2 separate regions of the Rattus norvegicus genome follow, and region 2 is linked to region 1. The links are chromatin contacts, called in public Hi-C maps. All regions are on one chromosome and are shown on one strand. Each heading gives the region's core, a stretch centred on a gene start, on an enhancer-like site or on the middle of the called end of the contact. The rest is flanking DNA. Distances are from core to core; before and after follow the strand shown. Region 1 has its middle 11 kb from the start of H3-7l. Region 2 has its middle 140 kb from the start of Khdrbs3.

The links. Hi-C and Micro-C count contacts between places; a contact is called where the count stands out from the background.
Region 2: a contact with region 1 is called in a Hi-C map of prefrontal cortex, with 3 times the contacts expected there. The contact joins two enhancer-like sites. A contact is called at or near these places in 2 of 12 Hi-C or Micro-C datasets (frontal cortex and prefrontal cortex).

Annotation. Positions count from the first base shown.
Region 1 is chr7:102,131,868-102,138,853 of GRCr8, reverse strand. No RefSeq gene overlaps it. Among named protein-coding and RNA genes, the nearest start is that of H3-7l, 11 kb to the left of the region's middle. Within about 2 kb of position 2,918, at least 7 of the 93 cell types and tissues checked have an H3K27ac peak or open chromatin away from gene starts, as enhancers often do.
Region 2 is chr7:102,579,531-102,586,516 of GRCr8, reverse strand. It overlaps the pseudogene Tox4-ps1. Among named protein-coding and RNA genes, the nearest start is that of Khdrbs3, 140 kb to the left of the region's middle. Within about 2 kb of position 3,931, at least 5 of the 93 cell types and tissues checked have an H3K27ac peak or open chromatin away from gene starts, as enhancers often do.

The DNA.
Region 1 (6,986 bases), core at 1,669-4,168:
GTGGGTCCTCATGATGGAGATATAGCCAAACAAGGCCCAAAAGATGTCTGCTATAATGCTACCTGTTTGCAATCTCCTCAAAAAAGCAATGTTTTAAAGACTTAGTTAGACTTTAGCATTCCTGATAGGCAGGCCCCTTTGGAAGTTGGGTCTAATGAGAAGTTATATTATGAAGGTGGATGATCCTAAAGAGTGATTGGTCCTCTTCTTCCTCTCTCCTTTTGCTTCCTGGTTGCCATGAACTGAGCACCCTCCTCTATCACATGCTTCTACCATGATATCTTGTCTCACCAAAAAAAGGTGCCAACTGCCAATGGAAAGAAATCTCTTGAACCAGGAATCAGAATAAGTGTCCTCATTTTAACTATATTATTTCAGGTATTTTTTAAGAGTATCAACAGCCTGTGTATATGGCCTATTGCTCGACTTGATGAACAAATGTTCTTTTACTGTGAGATGCTGGGCCCAAAGTAGGGTTGAGTTATAAGACAGAAGGAACAGAGGGAACTAGAGTTCCTGAACAAACACCATGAAAAGTTACCTGCTTTCTAGGAACATATGTAAAAGAGCTGAGTAAGAAAAACTTTTAACACATTAAGCCATTGAGATTGGGAAGTTGACTTCCTAAAGTTAATCTCTCTTGACTAATAAGCATGCTTGGAAAATACGCAACAGCAAGAGAGTCATAATCCTATAGGATAAGATTGCCAGAAGACAGAATCCATCTTTTCCTGCTGAAGCGCTGCAAGATTGTAGCATTCACCAGAGCCATAGTTCCAGTCAAACATGGGTTATTAGATTTGTTTTCTTGGGGTCCCCCAGTGAATCAGCCTGCTACTCCTGATCTTCCCAGCAAATCACTTCCTTATATCTCTACTGTCCCAAAAGCTTCCAGATAACTGGATTATTTCCCAAGAGTCTCTTGGACCTGCTCAAGGTGACCTTCCTTGGCCTGTTAGACTTTCCACATCCCCATGAACTTCTAAAGGACATAGCAATCTGTGATTCCCTCCAGTCTGAGTGGGAACAGAGAACCAGGCAAAGTTTAGCTCTCTGCTAAAAGATCAAACAGATGGCCAAGGTCTATGCCCTCAAGCACTGCTCAGGTGGGCAACAGCCTACTTACGCCACTTGCCATGGGCCATCCAACTCTCATGGCCCCTCTATTTAGGCTGAATAGAAAGCATATTAGACACAGATTCTATTCATTTTCTTTTTGTTGCCTCCTTAATCCAGATTTACCAATTAGCTTTAACTGATAGGCTAAAGTTTCTTATGACAGCTCTGTGACAGGCTGAGATTTGAAAAGTCCATGTACACTGAATCTTGTTCTGCACTGCTCCTCAGGAACCTTCTGCATATGTGAACAAACCAAGGGATAGAGAAAATCTTTCCTGCCACAAAGAAGTCTTGACACAATGGAAGTCCTGGTCAAGTGAGGGATGACATTCTAGGCCATTCCAGCCATGTTGGATCAGAATAGAATGCTATACAGTTAACCTTTGGACCACAAAAATAATGTTTCTTGTCTTAACCATATTTGGCAATGTTTGCTAAACCTGCAAAATAGCAGGTACACACACATACAGACATTAGTCACGTGAGACCTGAGAACCCCGTAAAAATCCATCTGAAATTTTCCCCAATTTTCTCACCTCTATAATGAGAGCCCTCCCACCTGTGAAACTGGAAGCAAGTGAATGGAAAGGGGACCGTTTACTCTTCTTTTAAAATCATACATGGAGTCCATCAGTATGAAAGTTGGATTGAAGTATGTAAATCACTCACTGTGTCACCAAACTTTCATCCCTGGAAGAACAAGAAATCACAGGTCCGGTGGGCTTCTGCCAGCCCCTACACACATGCATAGTCATGCATGCATGCACACACACAAACACACACAGAAATACACACAATAAATCCACCAGGAATCTAAGCAAAATTTTACAATAACATTGGGCTGCAAGATGAACATTTGGCTCTAATCCTGGTTCTACCCCACTGTGGGGAATCCTTTTCTTTTGCTGGGTCTAGATTGTTGAACTGGAGGTTTGTCCTATCTATGTATTCTACAGTTCTAAGGGCTTCAATTCGGACTTTCCACTTGCATTAACAAATCTTCATTCAGTATTACTCATGCAGTTGATAATATGCTGTACAACATGCACTCTGATAAAAAAAAAACATATAAAGATTCTAAGATTCACCGGAACACAGTAACAGTGGGAGGAGGTCAGTGACTTGTTCCCCTCCTGCAGAAGAGAAATCTGAGATTCAGAAAAGCTAAAACATTCCACAACCCAGCCTCAGCCCACCCCTATACACCCTTCACTAACTACACCCACGCCCACCCGACTCCCACTCCAGAGCTCCAAAGACTTTTCAGCAATAATTCGCTCTGATTCTCTGGCACTTCTTCCTGTTTTCTAAAGTGAGATGCTGCTTAATAGAATCAGCTAGACCTTGGCTTGGAAAACCAGGGTGTCAAGATCTAGATCTACCCTGATATCCCTCTGTGACCTTGACTTTCTCTGAAACCATTTAATTATCCCCAGGAGCATCAAGCCTGACTCTGAGACCTCAACAGGGGTGCAACAGAGATCAGATGTGTTTTCAGATATAAAAATGCTTTAAAGAAGGAAACCATCCAGCCAATATGATTCGGTGCTTATCCTGTGTGCATCAAACCTCAGTCAGAGCAGAATTCTAAAGCTGTCTGAACTCTCTAAGCCTTTAGAACTGTGGACAGGAAGAACAAGGTATGTAATTTTTTGTTGTTGCTTTAGAAGCTCAAAGAAGGGCTAGGAAATCGTGACTTCCAACACTCACAGCTTTGAGTTTCTGTGGACAGCTGGGCCTAGAGATGACGTCATCTGGCATGAGTGAGAAAGCCTCCCTTCAGCAAGAAAGGGATTTGCAGAAAGGAAATATCTGTCATCTGTGTGAGAGCAAGAGGTGATTAAACACTCTGCACTTGATTATCCACCTGTAAAATGAGACTCCATACCTCAACTGTCCATGGGAGAAAGGACAGGAAGCCTCAGGAGGCCATGTCTACCACAACCCTAGATTAAGGCTTTATGTGTGATCTCACTGTGGAAAATACCATAAGGCAAAAATCCAAGATATAAAGATTTAGAGGCATGCTTTCCTGTCTCTGTTCACCGTGTAGCACAGCCTGACACAGAAGAGTGAGAGGATTCAATTGATGGTGGTGCATCTGATACTAGAATATGGCGGTGGTATGAAAAGGATGTCTTCTGGGACTTTTAACGGTCTGGGGAATTGTTAAAGATGCTGACAGTGCTGGGAAGGCACACGAGCACCTGACTCATCCCTCAGAAGCCACATGGATGACTGAGAGGAAGATGAAGCATGAGACTGGCAGACCAAATGAGGAAGGAGACCTCCTGTTAATCATCTCTTCATAATCTTGGAAGGCTAAAGTGGAAAGGGGCCATCAGTGTTCGCATAGTGAAGGGGACGAGCTCTATACTAAGACACTGTGTCATGAGGTCTTTCCAATTCCAACGGGGAAAAAATAAGTCTCTCGACGGGAACCCGCAGACTACTTTTGGCTGAAATGGTAAAATCAGAGTTGCCTTCCTGGCACCATGCTTGGGCAGTTCCCACAGCCGGGGCAGACAAAAAGGTGAGGAGACTATAAAGGCAGAGAAAGCCCTAATGGGTCTATCGCCATTGCAAATGATTCCATTCCATTTCAGGGAGGTATCTGAGCCCTCCAAAAATAGGTCTTCAGAATAATAACATGGATTGATGGCATCTGCGGCATTAGAGAAAACTAAACAAAAGATAAATAAAAACACATAAAATAAATTTTAATATGAGAAAAATGGAGTAATAGGATGCTGTGCAGATAAGTTGACTGTACATCATCACGGTGTAGGTGTTACCCTGGCACCTCCGAGGAGCAGATGCTATAAGATCCCATGAAGGTCAAAGCAGGTGGGGCTCAAAGCCACTATACACCTGTGACATTAAAATGCAGTTTGCAAACTGATTGTCATTTGCCCAGTCCAACAGGGACACTCCAACAAAGCATCTGACTATATAAATGAGTCCCATTCCTGGCAGCATCTAGTAGGAAGGGGCATGGATTAATTGATGTCCTCATGGCCTGAAGACAGGTAAAGGAAAACTGATACAATGTTGTTTCGTAATGCATAGCAGCATAAGATCTGGACCTGTGAGCAAAGGGAAGCTGCCATGTAAATTTTAGCCAACCCTGAAGCTATCAGGAGAAGGGAATGGGGAAGAAGAATGCTGTGCAGATAAAAAATAAATAAAGCTCCTGGTGTCCTCTACATTTATCACCCTCCCTGGAAGTTGGGTGAAGGTCACCAACTAGCAAAAGATGATGGGAGCAGAGACCCATGTTTGGTTCTAGGGCAAGAGACAATGTGAATGTTTCACCCATCACTCTACCTCCCTGCTCAGCAAGGTTGAAAAAATAGGTTGTTAGGGAGGCAGCATACCATGGAACTAGTTCCGGCTGTTGTTACTAGTGAAAAGGAAGTCTTCCTTCCAGATCCACCTATTTTCCCCCAGGACCAAATTTGGCCTCAAACCAGAGCACCAACCACTACTTCTGAAAGCTGCCCTCAAGAGGCTTCTCTACACCCTGTTCAAACAAAGATCAAGCCACTCCATTACTGAAACCTAATCTGAGCAGGCTGAGGCTCTAGCTCTATGGCCACTCCTAGACATAAGTGGAACTATGTTGTATGGTATAAGATCTTACTCCTGCCTCTGCCCCTACATCAGCTAAAAGGACAGAAGAGGCAATTTTCCAGGAATAAATAGACTAATGTGGCAGGAAACAAGAAGCTCCCCAGGAGTATTCTACCTCTTATTACCCATGAGAGGGTTCCACAGTGGTGCACTAAGAACATGTTACAAGTGACCAGATGTGTTCCCTTGTGATACAGAAGTCACTCAAGGATGTACCTACTGCTTTTGGTTCTCAGCCTTTCTCCTTTGCCTCTCTTGCTGGCATTCACACTGCCGTAGGGTGACCCACACAACAAAGTGTTAAGCTAGCTTGTCTGTGTTTTTTTGTATCTACACAAAGCAGAGCAGTTAAGGAAACAGGACAGAAAAGGGCAGACAATTAGCAGGATCTCTGAACATTCCAGAAACAAAAGCAAGAACTGCAAGCTAAGAACATGGCTGACATCACTTTACAGAGTTTATTTGCCCACTGCTATGGTTTCACTTCTCCCTTTTTCCTATGATGATGATGAGCCAGAATACCTGTAGCATGGAAATACTCTCCAGACCGCATTCCAAGGCAGCAGGAAATACAGAGATGGATGCCGAAGGGATTGACTCTAAATCAACAGTTGACAGAGTAGAGTAAAGGAGAAGTCTGAGTATTAGGTACTCCATGACAGTATCATAATCAGGGCAAAGACAGAAACCCTGAGCCTGTGGATATTCAATGCACAATAATAATGAGAAGAACTGAACATGCAGAAGAACTGTGGTGCTTGTTATCACCCTAATTCAAGAAATGCCATTGTGAGGCTTTGACCAAGAATGGCCCCCATAGTTTCATATGTGTGAATGCCAAGTCACAACGGAGTGGATTAAAAGGATTAAGAGATGTGGCCTTGTTGAAGTAGGGATGACTTTGTTGAAACCAGTGGGGGTGGACTTTGAGCTTTCATAAGACCATGCATGCCAGGCTCCATATCTTTCCCCCTCTGTGTGTGTGAGGAGGAAGGTATCTGTCTGTCCTTCTGTCTCTGTTTCTCTCTCTTTATCTCTTTTTCTGGGTGTGAATCAGTTCTCAGCTATTGTTCCAGTGCCATGCTCCCCACCATGATTATAATGTACTGAGCCTCTGAATCTGTAAGCAAGCTCCCAAATAAATGGTTTATAAGAGTTACCTTGGCTACAGTATCCTCTTCACAGAAACAGAACAGTGACTAAGACAGTCATGCTACTGTTTTAAAATCAAACTGAGTCTATCTTACCTCATCAGCCAAGAGTAGCACTAAGTCTATCTAAGATAAAGAATGGAGGAGACTCTACCATGATATAAATACTCAGTGTTTGTTGAGCGCTTACATGTCACATGTTGTCCCTAACTCTAGTGCATTGAACCTTTACAACATTTTCAGTAAGAGTGTTAGCATCTAATGCTATTGTGAAGAAACTAATTGTCTAAAGTCAAGAAAGTGGTGAGGAAAGATTTCAACTCTGACTGAACCCCTAACCCAATGCTACTGAGACAATAGAGTTCACATGATATGAAACATGGGACATGATCTCTTGTTTTCTACTTATCATGATGGCAGCTAAAAGTCCTCCCTGTCAAACTCTACACAGTCTATTAGAAGGCTGGCTTTTGTGGAACCACATACTCCTTCTGCGTGTTGAGGATTTTTCCACAGAAATGTCATCTGTAGCCTGCAACATGATAGATGGAGACTCAGACAGCCCATTTCTGCCATTTCTCAGCTCTAGGACTTTTGCTTTAGAATCACCCCAAACCTTTCCTTCTAGGGGCTCAAGAACTCCAATTCTCCTTTCCCAGGATATGGCTGTGGTCCTTGCCCCTACAAAGTGTCAGTCTCTGCTCCCCAACCTGCCTGGAAAGGTCTAGGCTGTCATCCTTGGGCCACTCTCATTTGGAGCTAGGGAGGTCGTTTATCAAAGATGTCTGGCTCCTTCTGGCCCCCTAGGTAAGGGAAAATGTTCTTGCTCAGAACAGATCCAGGGTCTCAGCATGGCATTTTCACACAGGAACACTCTGGGAGGGCTGTTCAGACTCAAAATAAATTTGAATATTTATTAAGCTGTTTCTGGAAGGCTGAAACAAAGTGACTTGGACATGGGGTGCTTTTTAAATTCATAGCAAGGTGACTTTAAGACTAGAGTTAGGCTAAAAAGACCTTGTCATCAGGCAAAGGTGGGAAGCCACAGCAGTTCAAATCCCCGCAACACCCCACAACTGAGTT
Region 2 (6,986 bases), core at 2,682-5,181, 450 kb before region 1:
GCTTGCTCCTGAGTAGATAGCATTAGGCTGGTATGGGTACAGCTTCTTCAAACACTCCTTGATTATTGAAACTGAACTGTGGTCTTTCCACACCCACTGTATAAAGAGCTAACAAAAGGACTATAGCACAGAACTACTCTTTCCTCAACTTTCACTCACTCACCACCAATTTAGCAGTGATCCTAGGGTCTGATCTCTAACTCCAGTGAGATAGTCACTGCCATCAAAGAATACAAGGAGGATCCCAGGGCATCTAAGTGAAGACAACAAATACTGGTTGCAATTGCCAGGTGGGCTATCACAGGTGTCAGGTTCATTGGCTGAGAGTGAGGAATACATGTATCGGTTGATTTGTTTCCATATGAATTATCTCCCTGTCTATTCTGTCTCTGCTCTTTGACGGTAGTTGTTGGGAAATGTCTGTCTGATTAATAAAGTGCATTACCAAAAGCAAGTTTGAAAAAAAAGACTTTATTTTGGCTTATGATTCCAGAGGGATTGCTAGAACCTCTCATGGCAAGCAAGATATGGCAACAGGTAGACCTAGAGACAGAAGCAGGAAGTTACATCCACATACTGGAAGCAGCAAGATGGAGATCAGGAAGTAAGATAAGGCGACAAACCTTCAAGGCTCACCCCAGGGAAGCACTTCTTCCAACAAAGCTCTACTTCCTAAAGGTTCTGTGATTTTCTTCCAAACAGGCTGACATGAACCTATGGGAGACATTTTTCTTTCAAACTACCATATGTGTGTACCTAACTATCCATACCTGCTATCAGTTCTAAGGTGACTCTGGTTCTCCTGTCACCATAAGCCAGAATCACTGTGATCCAGCAAAGCCTACCAGCTGCTTGAGATGCAGGGCTTCTGTTCTTCTATGCCTCTCACTATGACCTCATACTGGGATCTACCTCTCACACAGAAAGATCCTAAGCAGAATATTTGACTACTGAAATGGCAGACCTAAAGTCTCATGAGCTATGATGTCTCTTGGGAGCTATGACACTGGAACTTTACTTCCCCTTAACTTTAGCTTTATAACTATTCAAGCTTTAGAAGTGTCACCCAGGTAACAACTAAATATGTCTTTCTCCTCTCCTTGGTAGAACATATACATTTAATGGTCCAATTTTTGCTAATTTCTAAACTTACTACTAACATCTCTTTTTTTGGTGGAATTCATATCATTAGCTTTCTTCTATAACATTCTTTTCCTTTTATACCCTCTTGGCATAGCCTTTTTTGGTTTTGTTTTGTTTTTCATTATTTTCCCTCAGCTTTACTAGTAAGGGAATTTCATTTTCAACAACACTGTAGATTTTAACTAGTGAGTGTAATGTAGCAAAACAGATGAGGTCAAGAAGATGTGGGGTGCTGACATGCTTTGATATCATCTTTAGAGGCCCTCTACAGTAACCATGCTTTTCCTGGATTCCAACTCTAAAACTTGTGTGTGAATTTTATGTGTTACTGCCATCCTTTTCTGGCTAACCATTTGGCTAAACTGTCCTAGAGTCTAAGTAGAGGTTGCTGAGTTGTCAAAAAATAATGGGTCTACCTAGTTTTGAGCATAAGCACCATAAGGTGTTTCTGACCCAAGACTGGCTCACAGAGCATCACTGTGGTTTACTTGCTTAGCTCCTGGATCTTACTCTGTGAAAGGCTTGTTTTGTCCTTGCTATTTTCCATGATTTCTGCTCTACTTGATCCACCATCAAGAATGTTAGCCCCAAGTGTATGTCCGTTATCTCTGCACATCTGTTTTGCTTAACCTCTGGGAATTAACTGCTACTTTGAATGGATCTAGATCATAACCTCGGGCAAAAGGCAACTGCCTCTTTCTAAGGTTTTGTTATCCTGATTTCTTCCATTTCTATTTCTTGGTTTGATATCAAAGATGAGACTTTCAAATTAACTAGTTGAATTCATCCATGACTTTATGCAAAATTAGATACATTATTACTATTTATTTTCTAACTCAACTTGAGAAATTAACATTAACCTTATGTCATAAGAAGCTATAACCTTTCAATTGTTCACTGAAATTATCCTATCTCTGTCTCCGTTTCTACCTCTACCTATAGCTATCATTCATCTATCATCTGCCTATTTATCATCTATCTACCTACCTATCATCTCGATAGCTAGCTATAATCATCTATCATACAGCAATCATGTACTTACCTATTCATTCTCCATCTCCATATGTCACTTTTTATGTGTCTCTTTCTCTCACTTTTTCATGATCATCACTGGTGAGTGGGTGCAGCAAAATCTGTCTCTTAAATATAAACCATGGTTTCAGATAAAGTCCCAGTGTTAAGAGTGAATAACGAATCTAAGGATGTACCTCAACCTGCTCCCTTTCTTGGCATTTTGGCTTCAATACCCAACCTTTATACATTTAGTAGCTCTGCACCTCATGTGAAATTTAATCATTTTTCCAATTTTAAGTTCTGGCTTACAATCCTTGCTGAGAAACACAGTAAAGGAAGCAAAGTGATTATTCCTCCTACCACCGTCTTAAAAGCCCAGAAATGGAAGCAATGACTGTCTTTGGGCTGAGCTTCCCTGGAAGATCATCATGTGAGCTGATACTTGCCTGAAGTCAGAGTCAGCCAGCCAAACCTTGGACAAGAATCACTAGTGACCTATGGCTGGTATTCTTTAGGAGTTGTTCAACAACCACAGTAGAAAATGCCAAAAATCACAGAAGGAAGTTCATTTTCCGAAGCACAGAAGCCTTCCACTCTGGCCATGCCAGAAACTGAGTCTCTATGTATAACTTTGTGCTTCAAGTGACCACATCGGAAGGTTTCAGATAAATTCATTCATGCATGGGAGTTTAAAGTAAGGCATTAAGTATTTTTGGGTTTCCTTGGAGTTTCAAATAAATCAAACAGCAGCACACAAGTGCCAGAAAGGTGAAAATTAACACATCAGTCCATTTGTCAGCTGACGTAGGGAAGGGAATAATATGCAGCTTCAATGAGCTTTCTTCTTCCCTCCAGTCCTACCACAATAAACTTGGCCAGCACTACCTCTAGGCTTTCTTCACCAGCGGAACAGTTTGCTATTCCTCCAAGTCTGTCATTTGAAAGCAGAAGTCCAAGGCAAATGAAGTCCCCAAACCACTCATCAGAACCTAGCCTGCCTGCTTTTCCCCCAGTTTTCTGTAAGAACCTAGAGCTGGAGTGGTTCAAAGAAGGTCCACAAGTAGGAATTCCCAGAATGTAAGTAAGTGTTCCTTTAACAGTGGTCCTGGTGCATGTTTTTCTTTCCTCGATACTCTTGTTTACATCATTCTAAAGTTCCATGTGCATTCAGAGCACGCTGAGTCACAATGGAATGTTCCACTAAACACAAGTATATACCATACTGAGCAAGATGAAAGGCATACAAGAGCTGGGAAGTATCTAAAAATGTTCTACAAATTTCTGCATATGCTACATCTATAGCACATCCTGTCTCTTTAAATCTATCAGAAGAGGTCACACTCCAGTTCCAACGTAGGTCCACCTTTAGGAGAGACTCAGTAGAGAACAAGAAGGTGGAGGTAGATAGGAACTCAGTGATCACGTCCAGGGAGACCTCGAGTGAAATCTCAGCAGAATGAGGATGGAGTGGGCTAGGAGTTAAAGAAGATTTTAAAATAATGGCCTTCCTGCTGCACAAAGCATACACTTGCTTGACCCCACTAGGCAGAAGGGTGAAGTTATTGGATTCTAAAACATCTTGGTTTAATAAATAAGGAAGCAGAGAGCTGTGAAGGCAAAGTGTATTAGTCACTGTACACTGTGGCTGAGCTGGAATTTGAATCTGCATTTCTGATTCCCACGCTCCTGCTCTCTGGTAGCAGTAGTCTCTTTTTGGACAAACATAACCAAGGCTACATAACTCTGCCATATGTCTTCATGCCACAGAGGGGTCTCCAGGTCAGTACTGGACTCCAACGTTGCTTCACAATTGACATGCAGATCACCTCCTACCTTAACCTGGAGTGACGTGCAGTTCATAAAAAGACCAGGCATGTATACACAAATATTCCCCCATGTTTGGAGTAGGTAAGAATTCTTTTGGCATAAGTGGGGAAAGGCATAAACAAATGTATAACATATAACATCACCAGTAATGGCAAAAACAAAGTCTGAGTTGAATCACAAAAGAACAAAATCTTAGAACAGAAAGCAAAACCACTTGAAGAAAATATCATAAAAACAGCATCCTCCCCCAGCTTGCAGCTTCCACTCTCCTTCCTCGTTTGCTCCCACCAGCTGGTGTCTCAGCTCCACCTGACACAGCTTCCAGACCCTGTTTGAAATTCTTGTAAAGAGACACCACCCTGTTCCTCAGCTTTGAACCTTGGAGGTCTCAAGTTTACAGGGTTTTTCTTTCTCTGATATTTGTTTGACTGACCCACCTCATCCTTCCTGGCCAAGTTATCCATTGATTCTTTTGAGTGGACTCTCTGCTTCAAAATATTTTATGGCATAAAATTGTACCAGTTTGTATAGGTGCATGGAAGCAAAATATACAGAAATATGATAATCCCAAAGGCCATGAACCGTAATATTAAGTTGTTTGCCATTATCAATAGAACTATAACATGCTTTTTGAGGACAACACTTGGGAAGTCTATAATTCATACAGTTCACTGCAGTAGTTTAGAGATGAATGTTCACAAGTATTAGCACATTCTTTTCAACTGAGAGAGGAGAGTCTTTAGTGTGCCCACCTATAATTCAGTTAAGGCTTATGAAGACTTTCCTATTTTTGACACAAAATTGAGGTTGATTGATTTTATACTGGAGCCTATAAAATTCAAACTTAGATAGAAATATTGCAGCTACAATAGCTAATAAGGGTTATCATATCAAGGGTTTAAGAAAATATAAGCCTAAAATTAAGTGGCATTGGTAGGGGATGAGAGATATCTGACTTAATGTTTAATAGCAATCCATATGTCAGTGTCAAAAATCACAGAGGTTGAAGATGGTGTTTTGAAAAAGTTTCCCAGTATGCATTTCTACCAATGTCAGGTCTTTCAACCTAGTAATCTACCTTTGGAATACTCTTCTCAGTAAGTAGCAATAAACTCTCACAAAGATATTTACAAACAAAAGAATTAAATTAATGTAGCATTAAAGTAATATGAAATAGAAATAACTTTAAATTCCAGTAATAGAAATGTTCAGTGGGGCAGAAGGAACACCCATTCAGAGCCTGCCCCACATATGGCCCATACATATACAGCCACCCAATTAGACAAGATGGGTGAAGCAAAGAAGTGCAGGCTGACAGGAACTGGATGTAGATCTCTCCTGAGAGACACACCCAGAATACAGCAAACACATAGGAGAATGCCAGCAGCAAACCACTGAACTGAGAATAGGACCCCCGTTGAAGGAATCAGAGAAAGGACTGGAAGAGCTTGAAGGGGCTCAAGACCCCGTATGAACAACAATGCCAACTAACCAGAGCATCCAGGGACTAAGCCACTACCCAAAGACTATACATGGACTGACCCTGGGCTCCAACCTCATAGGTAGCAATGAATAGCCTAGTAAGAGTACCAGGGGAAGGGGAAGCCCTTGGTCTTGCTAAGACTGAACCCCCAATGAATGTGATTGTTGGGGGGAGGGCAGTAATGTGGGGAGGATGGGGGAAAAAAAGAAATGTTCAGTGGACTATTATATACTCATTATGAGTTAAACTTTCAAAAAACATTCAATAGCAGTGATTCATCCATTGCATATTTTAGTATAAAATATTGCATATGTATTTATATAAAATATAACTCAGTTTCTCTAATGACAACATTTGAGGCTTTGTTAAAAAGTTGGAGAAGAGGATTAAGGAATAAGTGATCTCATCCATGCAGTGACTTCCTCTGACTCTATATAAGGTCATCCTCTGAATGCTCCCATTGTTCTTCAAGAAGGTGCAACTTGGAAAGGCCATCTGAGAATAAAGAAAGATCAAACATCAGAGACCTGGGATGAGTACCCATCTCATCTAGACATGGGACCAAAGCTAACATTAGTCATAGTTAGTGACCCTGAGAGAATTATGCTACAAGGCACTTTTCTATCCATATTTATTCCTCAACCAAAATATACAGATTACTTAGAGCTGGTCTTTGTTTGTGCCCTATGACATCTATCTTTCATGTTGTATGAAGAAATAGATGTTTCTGTCACTCTCTCTGCAGCTGTCATTAACACCAGAGAAAACCATGCTTTCTGTTTCTTCCTGGATCTTCCGTGTTCATCCTCAGGCCTGACTGAGAAAGGAGATAAAGATGATAAACTCCACTGTCTCCTCTTCTTCATCTGCCAGAGAATAGCAAGCGAATGAATCTAATGAAACTCTAGAGAGAAGGCACCAGGAAATTTCTGGGACAGAGTGAACTAATAGGTGTCTTGGATCTCAGGCTCCTGCTTACAGGCACAGGGATCAAAGACATTTTAAAGAAAAAGGGAAGATTATTAGGGTCATCTATCCTGAGAATGGGTAGGGAATATTGAAAAGCAGTAAGATCAGAGGTTTGTGGTTAAGCAAGACCTTGCTTTGTACAGGTTAACCCTTCTACCATTTTAGATGAAAGCATGGCTGACCTGTTGCTTGGATTTTAGTGTAATGCACACAAAACAGCATCTACCTTCCAGTAGCACTCATAGAAGTGATGGTGTGTCTAACAGTATTGAATGTGCTGGCCAACTCAGTCATTACTGGACAACTAGGGATCACTTTCCTATTACAGTGAATATAAGGCTTCAGAATAAATCAGACTTGGGTTCAAATCTTTATTGTTTTATTTGTTGTCTTTCAAGATGTGAAATGCATTCAGGTCTGTTAAACTTTGGTTTTACATACTTAACATGGAAGTAAATGCTTCTTTCTGTAGGTACTTGATGTGTTAACTTGTCTTAGAAAATGATCAGTATTCCGTGTTTTTCATCCTCTCTTTTGCATTATTCTGATG